Linked DNA regions of Anser cygnoides: region 2 is linked to region 1. A link is a contact called in public Hi-C data. All regions are on one chromosome and are shown on one strand. Each heading gives the region's core, a stretch centred on a gene start, on an enhancer-like site or on the middle of the called end of the contact. The rest is flanking DNA. Distances are from core to core; before and after follow the strand shown.

Region 1 (3,086 bases), core at 439-2,938:
GCCTTTGACAATAAGACTAATTAGTATGCTACAGCTAGATGGAGTGGAGAGGTTTCCTTTGCAAGACAGCCGTAGGCAGGAAAAGGACTTGGCTATAGCATGCTCATCTTTACCCCTTAGCATCTCCTGCGCACACAGGCTAATTTTGAGCCAAATGTGGGTTGTGACTGTTGTGATTGAGCGGTCCAGTCCTGTCAAGACCTTTTCATATCACTCAATTGAGTGCCTTAGGCAGCAGCTGTGAGAGCAATGAGCAATTTTATGTCCTTGCAACTGAATTCAAACGACTACTTCAAGATGGTTTTCTTCATAAAATCAAGGTCTACGTTCAAATTTTATTTGTGCTCCGTAGACTTTGATCACTTCATACTGTGCTAAAAAGAAAAGGAACCACTTCTTAGGTGATGATACTGTGTCTTTTGCAAATAGTGATACAAAATCGAAAATTTGAGACAGATTACAAGCATTTTCAAGGAGAAGCATGGAAATAAACTGGGACCAAATGAAGTGAATAATGCAGAAAGTTAATAGGTCTGCATTGTGTGAGTTTGGACTTTTTTAATAACCCAGATGAAAACAAGTTTAGGAACAGTGTAGAGATGAAGGACAGAAATTGAATTTCCGTAATTAGGTATAAAGAGAAGACATGAAGACAACGAAAAGTTAGGAACCACTTCATGTGGGCATCTAAATCTTCCCTGAGAAGGCATTAGTTTGTATGGCAGGGAAGGGTTCTTCATGAAAAACAGAATGAGTTAAATTTATTAAAATTATTGTTTCTAGTTTTGTCTCACTGAGTAAATCGTCTGGGCTGTTGGATTAAGAAACCTACATAAGGCAACATTGTGTCTTCTGTCTTGACATGTTCAGGGTTTTTTCTGACTGATTTCCAACAGTTGTCAAAATGTTGCAATTTATAACATTTGTTGGGATTTGTAAACCAACCTTTGTACTGTTGCCCTGTCAGCTCCCTGTGTTTTGTTTAATCTTTGATTGGAAAATGTTCTCTTAGAGTAAGAAGTGAGTGCAGACTTCATACCCACTTGCTTTTTCCCTCATATATATAATATACGACAGATACAGAAATATATAAAATAGATCTATCTTATATGAGATCTCTTATCTATTACCTGGTTTACTTATCTATATAACATATACAGTTATATATATATGTAATTTTTCTTGTATCTGCTCAAAGATTCCTTAAAATATTTTAAATAGAAGAGCACACAAGGGTGTATATAAAAATTTTGGTTAAAAGAGCGTTTATTTCTGTTTTTTTCATGTTTGTCACTGAATATTTACTTTACTATTCTAGTCTGTTTTGTTCCTCTTGAAGCAGTTTAATCTGTGAAGAAAGTAGTTCAAGAATAACTTCAGAATTTGGTATGCTCCATGAATAGGAACTGGAATTGCATTTGAATCAATTTCTGAAATTCCAAGTAACTACTGCTTTTTTCCCCCTTTTTTTTCTTTTTTCTTCCCCTCCCATAGACATGCATGCAAAAAGAAAATGACAGGATCCTTTTACGGGGCACTTCAACTGCAGATGAAGAGCCAAGCAATTTGTAGTTGTCTTACACTGACTCACTCATATTTCTTGCTGCCTCTTCAGCTTCCTAGCTGCATTCAATCTGTGTGTATTGGAGCCAGAAATCCTCTTGAAATTTAGTCATTAAAAAAAAAATAAATCTCATGCAGCAGTAGGTGGTAGTTCAAATTTTTTGTGTGTATTTTTGTATACTTATATATATAGCCATACATATATAAACATATGTTTGTGTGTGTGTGTCTATATATATATGCCTTTGGCCTAAGATGATTGTGAGGGAGGAAGGAAGTGAAAAGCAGGGGGCTATTTTCCAGTTTTCCAGTGCTAAATTCCCAGTATTTTATGCTATTAAAGCAACTCTGTTTGAAGTGTTTACTGAAGTTTATATTTTTAATTTTAAATGGGTGATCTTACATTGACAATGTTTGTTTCATCCCAAAGCCTTCCACTTTGCCCTGGGTTTGTGGCTGGCGTGCCACAGCATTTCTGAAGCAGCTCTTACTGGGCTGATTTATTTTTCCATTTCTACCCAAAAGTCAGGATTTCAGGCTAGAACTCAGTTGCCAGTACTACATGAGTACTTCAGTAGTAGCTCTTTCTTCCAGTTTACCTTTCTGTTGTTGTTCCCTTAAGATCTGCCTGTGTGGTTGGGTTCTGTCATACAAGGGCTTTGTGGATGCTTTTGCCATGAGTGTTTTGGTGTCTTCAGTGTTGAGAGTCAGCAGGTGGTCCAGCCACAGCATGGCCCACGCCTCCCACTGGGGCAGAAACCACCCTGTTGCTGTCACCCTGGCTGCAGGACTGCACGGTTCTCGCTCCTCAGTTTGTGACCCGTGCCATCAGAGTTTGTGGAGGCATTTTGTGCTGCCGCGTTGTCACAGGTTCCTCCCACCCCACCTCTGACCACGCTGCACCTCAGTGGGAAAGGACATGGCTTGCCTCGTGACGTTGCTTGTTGGAAGTGCTTGGGAAAGGAGGGAGGGTGTGCTGCTCTGAAGGATGTGGCGTACCCCCTTCCAGTTTGTGAGGCCAAAAGGCAGGATCCACCCGTGCTTTTGCAATGATGTCACATCGTGCTTGTCCTGAAATAGCGTGCAACTCTGACTAAGAGGTCGCAAGTGTTTTCAGTGGTGGCGTTCCTTGCTGTTATCCACACCTTTAATTAAAACTTACCTTGAAGACTGCCTGAGGGACAGCCAGATGCAGGTGCTGACTTTCAGTAAAGCTGCAGAGATCTCCATTTATAGCTACAATTCAGTCAAATGATCTAAAAGCTCTGGCTGCCCTTGAGACACAGCGCAGCCTCATGGCCTCCTGCCCATACCTGGACACTTGTTAGGAGCTTTGGCATCCTTGATGTAAGGCCGAACATCTTCAGGAGTGGGTGTCGAGCTAAAAACTTCCAGGTTTTCCGTCTGCATCTGTCTCAGACATGCCCCTTCTCATCACTACATATGAGACCTCCCAGGCTTTCCTTCCCACCTGGAAAAGAGGTCGGTGTCATTTATCTCTCTGTTAAATCAGGGAAACTGAG
Region 2 (3,086 bases), core at 155-2,654, 100 kb before region 1:
AATGGTCTTCTAAATCAAGAGCCTGACTATGGGGATGAAAGGCTGTGGTGCTAAGGTATCTTCCTGTACATTGCAGCCTGCCTGATCCTGCTGTCCAGTTTTATCTCACCCCATAAACATTCCTCAGCATCTGGATGAAGCCTGGACTGAGTCTCGGTGAATTTCAGTTTTGACTTAAAAGGAACACGGGCATGAGAACAGTGCTGAGGACAATGCAACTCTGGCTTCTGCCACCAAACCATATGCTGTGGAGATGCGGTGGGTCTGTTAGTTGTGGTCGTGGGGGCCTTGTTGAGAGCAGAGAGGCTGCCATGGAATCAGCAGTTTAGATGGGACGTGTCGGGTTGTATCAATCTGAATTTTGATTATGATAGCAGCTGTTTCATGTTTCAACATGAAACTCCACTAATGCCTATTTTTAGCTCTCCTTACGGGTTTACTGTACCAATTATTACAATAGTATTGAGAAAACAAGATAGTAAGTTTTCTTTGGCCTCTTGATCGCAAGCCATTTGAAAAAGCCCTACATTTTTTTCTTCCTCGTTCAGCTGTCTTAGGCCTCAGTTCTGTCAGTGCTCCTGCATGCATTCTTTCTCACTGGCACTTCCACAAATTTTGATCTTGCAAATAGAAGCGAGCAAAGCAATGCTGTGGGGGTCACCACTGTCTCCCCAGGTGGATCAGCAGGAGATTTAGGCCTCAAGCGTGTGCTCTGGTGTTTTGGGTATGGGCTCTGGTTGGTTTTTATTCACCACCTCTGTGTGGGTAAAGACTGAAGAGCCCAGCTGGTAGACAATCTTGCCAGAAAAGGCAGAATTCACCAGCTGTTATATACCCTTTAAAGTTGTGGGGAGCTGGGGGTTGGCCTCTTCTCACAGGTAACTAGTGGTAGGACTAGAGGGAATGGCCGCAAGTTGCACCGAGGGAGGTTCAGGTTGGAAATGAGGAGACATTTCTTCTCAGAAAGAGCAGTCAGGCACTGGAACGGGTTGCCCAGGGAGGTGGCGGAGTCACCGTCCCTGGGGGTGTTCAAGGAAAGGCTGGACGTGGTGCTTAGGGACATGGTTTAGTGGGTGACACAGGTGGTAGGGTGACGGTTGGACCTTGGATCTTGGAGGTCTTTTCCAACCGAAATGATTCTGTGATTTTGACCTTTCTCTACACACGTCTTCAGGTGGGCGACGGCGCCCTGAGGCCTGAGGGCACCCTCCGTGGCGACACCGCGGAGCCCGCGGGATCACCCCCGAGCCACGGACCCACGCCCACGCCCGGTCCCCGAGCTCTGGGGTCCGCGGGGCCGGCCCCGCGCCTCCCAGGCGCTGCCGCTAGGGGTCTCCGCGGTGCGGGGAGGGCCGAGCCGAGCCGAGCCGAGCCGTGCCGCCCGCTCGGGGGCGGTCCGGGCCATCAGCTGACCGGCCCCGCCGCGGCGCTCGGCTGGTGCCGCCGCAGCTCAGTCGCTCTCCCCGGCAGCGGCGCCGCGGATTTACAGCCGGAGCCCAGCGCGCCTCGCCGGCCGGCCGCCCTTCCTCTTTCCTTCCCTTCCTCCTTCCCTTCCTTCCCCCCCTCCCGGCCGCCGCGATGCTGCCCCACGTCGCCCTCCTGCTGCTGGCCTCCGCCGCCGCCGCTCGGGCCGTAGAGGTAAGCGGGGCGGGGGGCGGCCGAGCGGGGGGCTGCCCTCCCCGCCGCCCTCCTGCGCTTCCCCGAGGCTTTGTCTGCCCGGAGCCGCCCCTGCGGCGGAGCGGGCGGGCGGGCGGGGGTCGCCGGCGCTTGCAGGGCGGCGGGGCGGGGGGCGCGGCGCTGGGGGCTCCATCCCCGGCCGCCGTCGCCCTTCCGCCGCCGAACAATGGGGCCGCCGCCGCTAACTTCGGCCGTCCGCCGGGGTCCGCGGGGACGGGCGGCGGAGACGGCGGCGGTGCCGCCCCCGGCGGGCGGGGGAGGGCCGGGCGCGCCCCCCCGGGGGCTTCCTCGGAAAACTTTGCGGGGTCGCGCTGCGGGCGGTGCCTCTCCGCCACCCCCGGCCGGGCAGGGGCTGGGGGCTCAGCTGCGGGCGGTGGGCGACGGCTCGGGGTGTGGGGACGGGGAGGAGCGGGGGAGGGCAGGGCAGCGCCCGCCCCACGGCGCACACCCCCGCAGGTGTGTGGGGCGGCGGTGGGGAGCTGCCCGGCGGGCCGGCCGGGGCTGGGGAGGCGTGGGGAGGGGTCGCCGCGCCCCCCATCTTCTCCCCCCGACCCCCGCGGGGCGGGTTTCCCTGCGGCGGGGCGGGCTGGGGCTGCGCGGCGGCGAGAAGATGGCGCCGCTGCAGTGCAGCACAGGGGCGCCGTCATGCGAGCGGCGGCCGGGGTGCGCGGCCGGCCCGGCCCTGCCCTGCCCTGCCGTACCCTGCCCTGCCCTGCCCTGCCGTACCCTGCCCGACGCCCCCTCGGCTCCCCGAGGGCGGCTTCGCTGCCTTCCCTTCCCCTCCGTCCCCCTCTCCCGGTGCATCCGCTCAGCCCCCCGGTGCGGCGGGGAGGGCTCCCCCCGCCACCCTCCACACCCCTGAGGCGAGGGGAGCCCTGAGGGACCCCCTGAGGTGGGGGTGTTGGGGTCCCAGCTTGAGAGGAGGGTGCCAAAGGAGGTCCTTTTATCCGAAAACCGGAGGCTGAAGCTGGGCGCTCGCCCCCGGACGGGGAGCCACTGGCCTTGCCCGGGGCTGCTCACCGGGGGGGACCTCGGGGGGACACGGCTCTGTACCCCAAAAAGCTCCTCTGCTGCCTCGAGGTGTCACCCTGCCGGTGCTGGAAGTGAGGGGGTGTGAAGAGGCTTAGGGCTTCACAGCTTCCAGTTATCAAACTCGCCTGGGGTTTATCGGCTTGATGCGACTGTGCGTTGCCTACATGTAGTAGAAGGCAATTTCTGGCTTGGGTGCTTAGCTGAAGAGAAAAAAAAAAGGAAAAAAAAAGGAAAAAAAAAGGAAAAAAAAAAGGCTTTATGATGGGAACAGCACTTCAGATAGAAATGCCCGTCCCTCCGTGGTTAGTCAGGTCTCTCTAGCACTGGCCTTACACATACATAGGTGGATGAAAGTGCATGTACTGTAAAAGTGCTCG

The links. A called contact is a pair of places that touch in the nucleus more often than the background predicts.
Region 2: a contact with region 1 is called in a Hi-C map of liver, with 4 times the contacts expected there. The contact joins the promoter of APP here to the enhancer-like site in region 1. A contact is called at or near these places in 2 of 7 Hi-C or Micro-C datasets (both in liver).

Annotation. Positions count from the first base shown.
Region 1 is chr1:110,536,178-110,539,263 of Taihu_goose_T2T_genome, reverse strand. The region is part of intron 5 of APP (amyloid beta precursor protein); the gene reads left to right. Among named protein-coding and RNA genes, the nearest start is that of APP, 100 kb to the left of the region's middle. Within about 2 kb of position 1,688, at least 1 of the 3 cell types and tissues checked has open chromatin away from gene starts, as enhancers often do. A contact at or near this core is called in liver, where this site is marked.
Region 2 is chr1:110,640,835-110,643,920 of Taihu_goose_T2T_genome, reverse strand. It overlaps APP (amyloid beta precursor protein), which reads left to right and starts at 1,404. Exons shown (of 15, transcript XM_066977765.1): 1 at 1,404-1,638. The coding sequence starts at 1,579.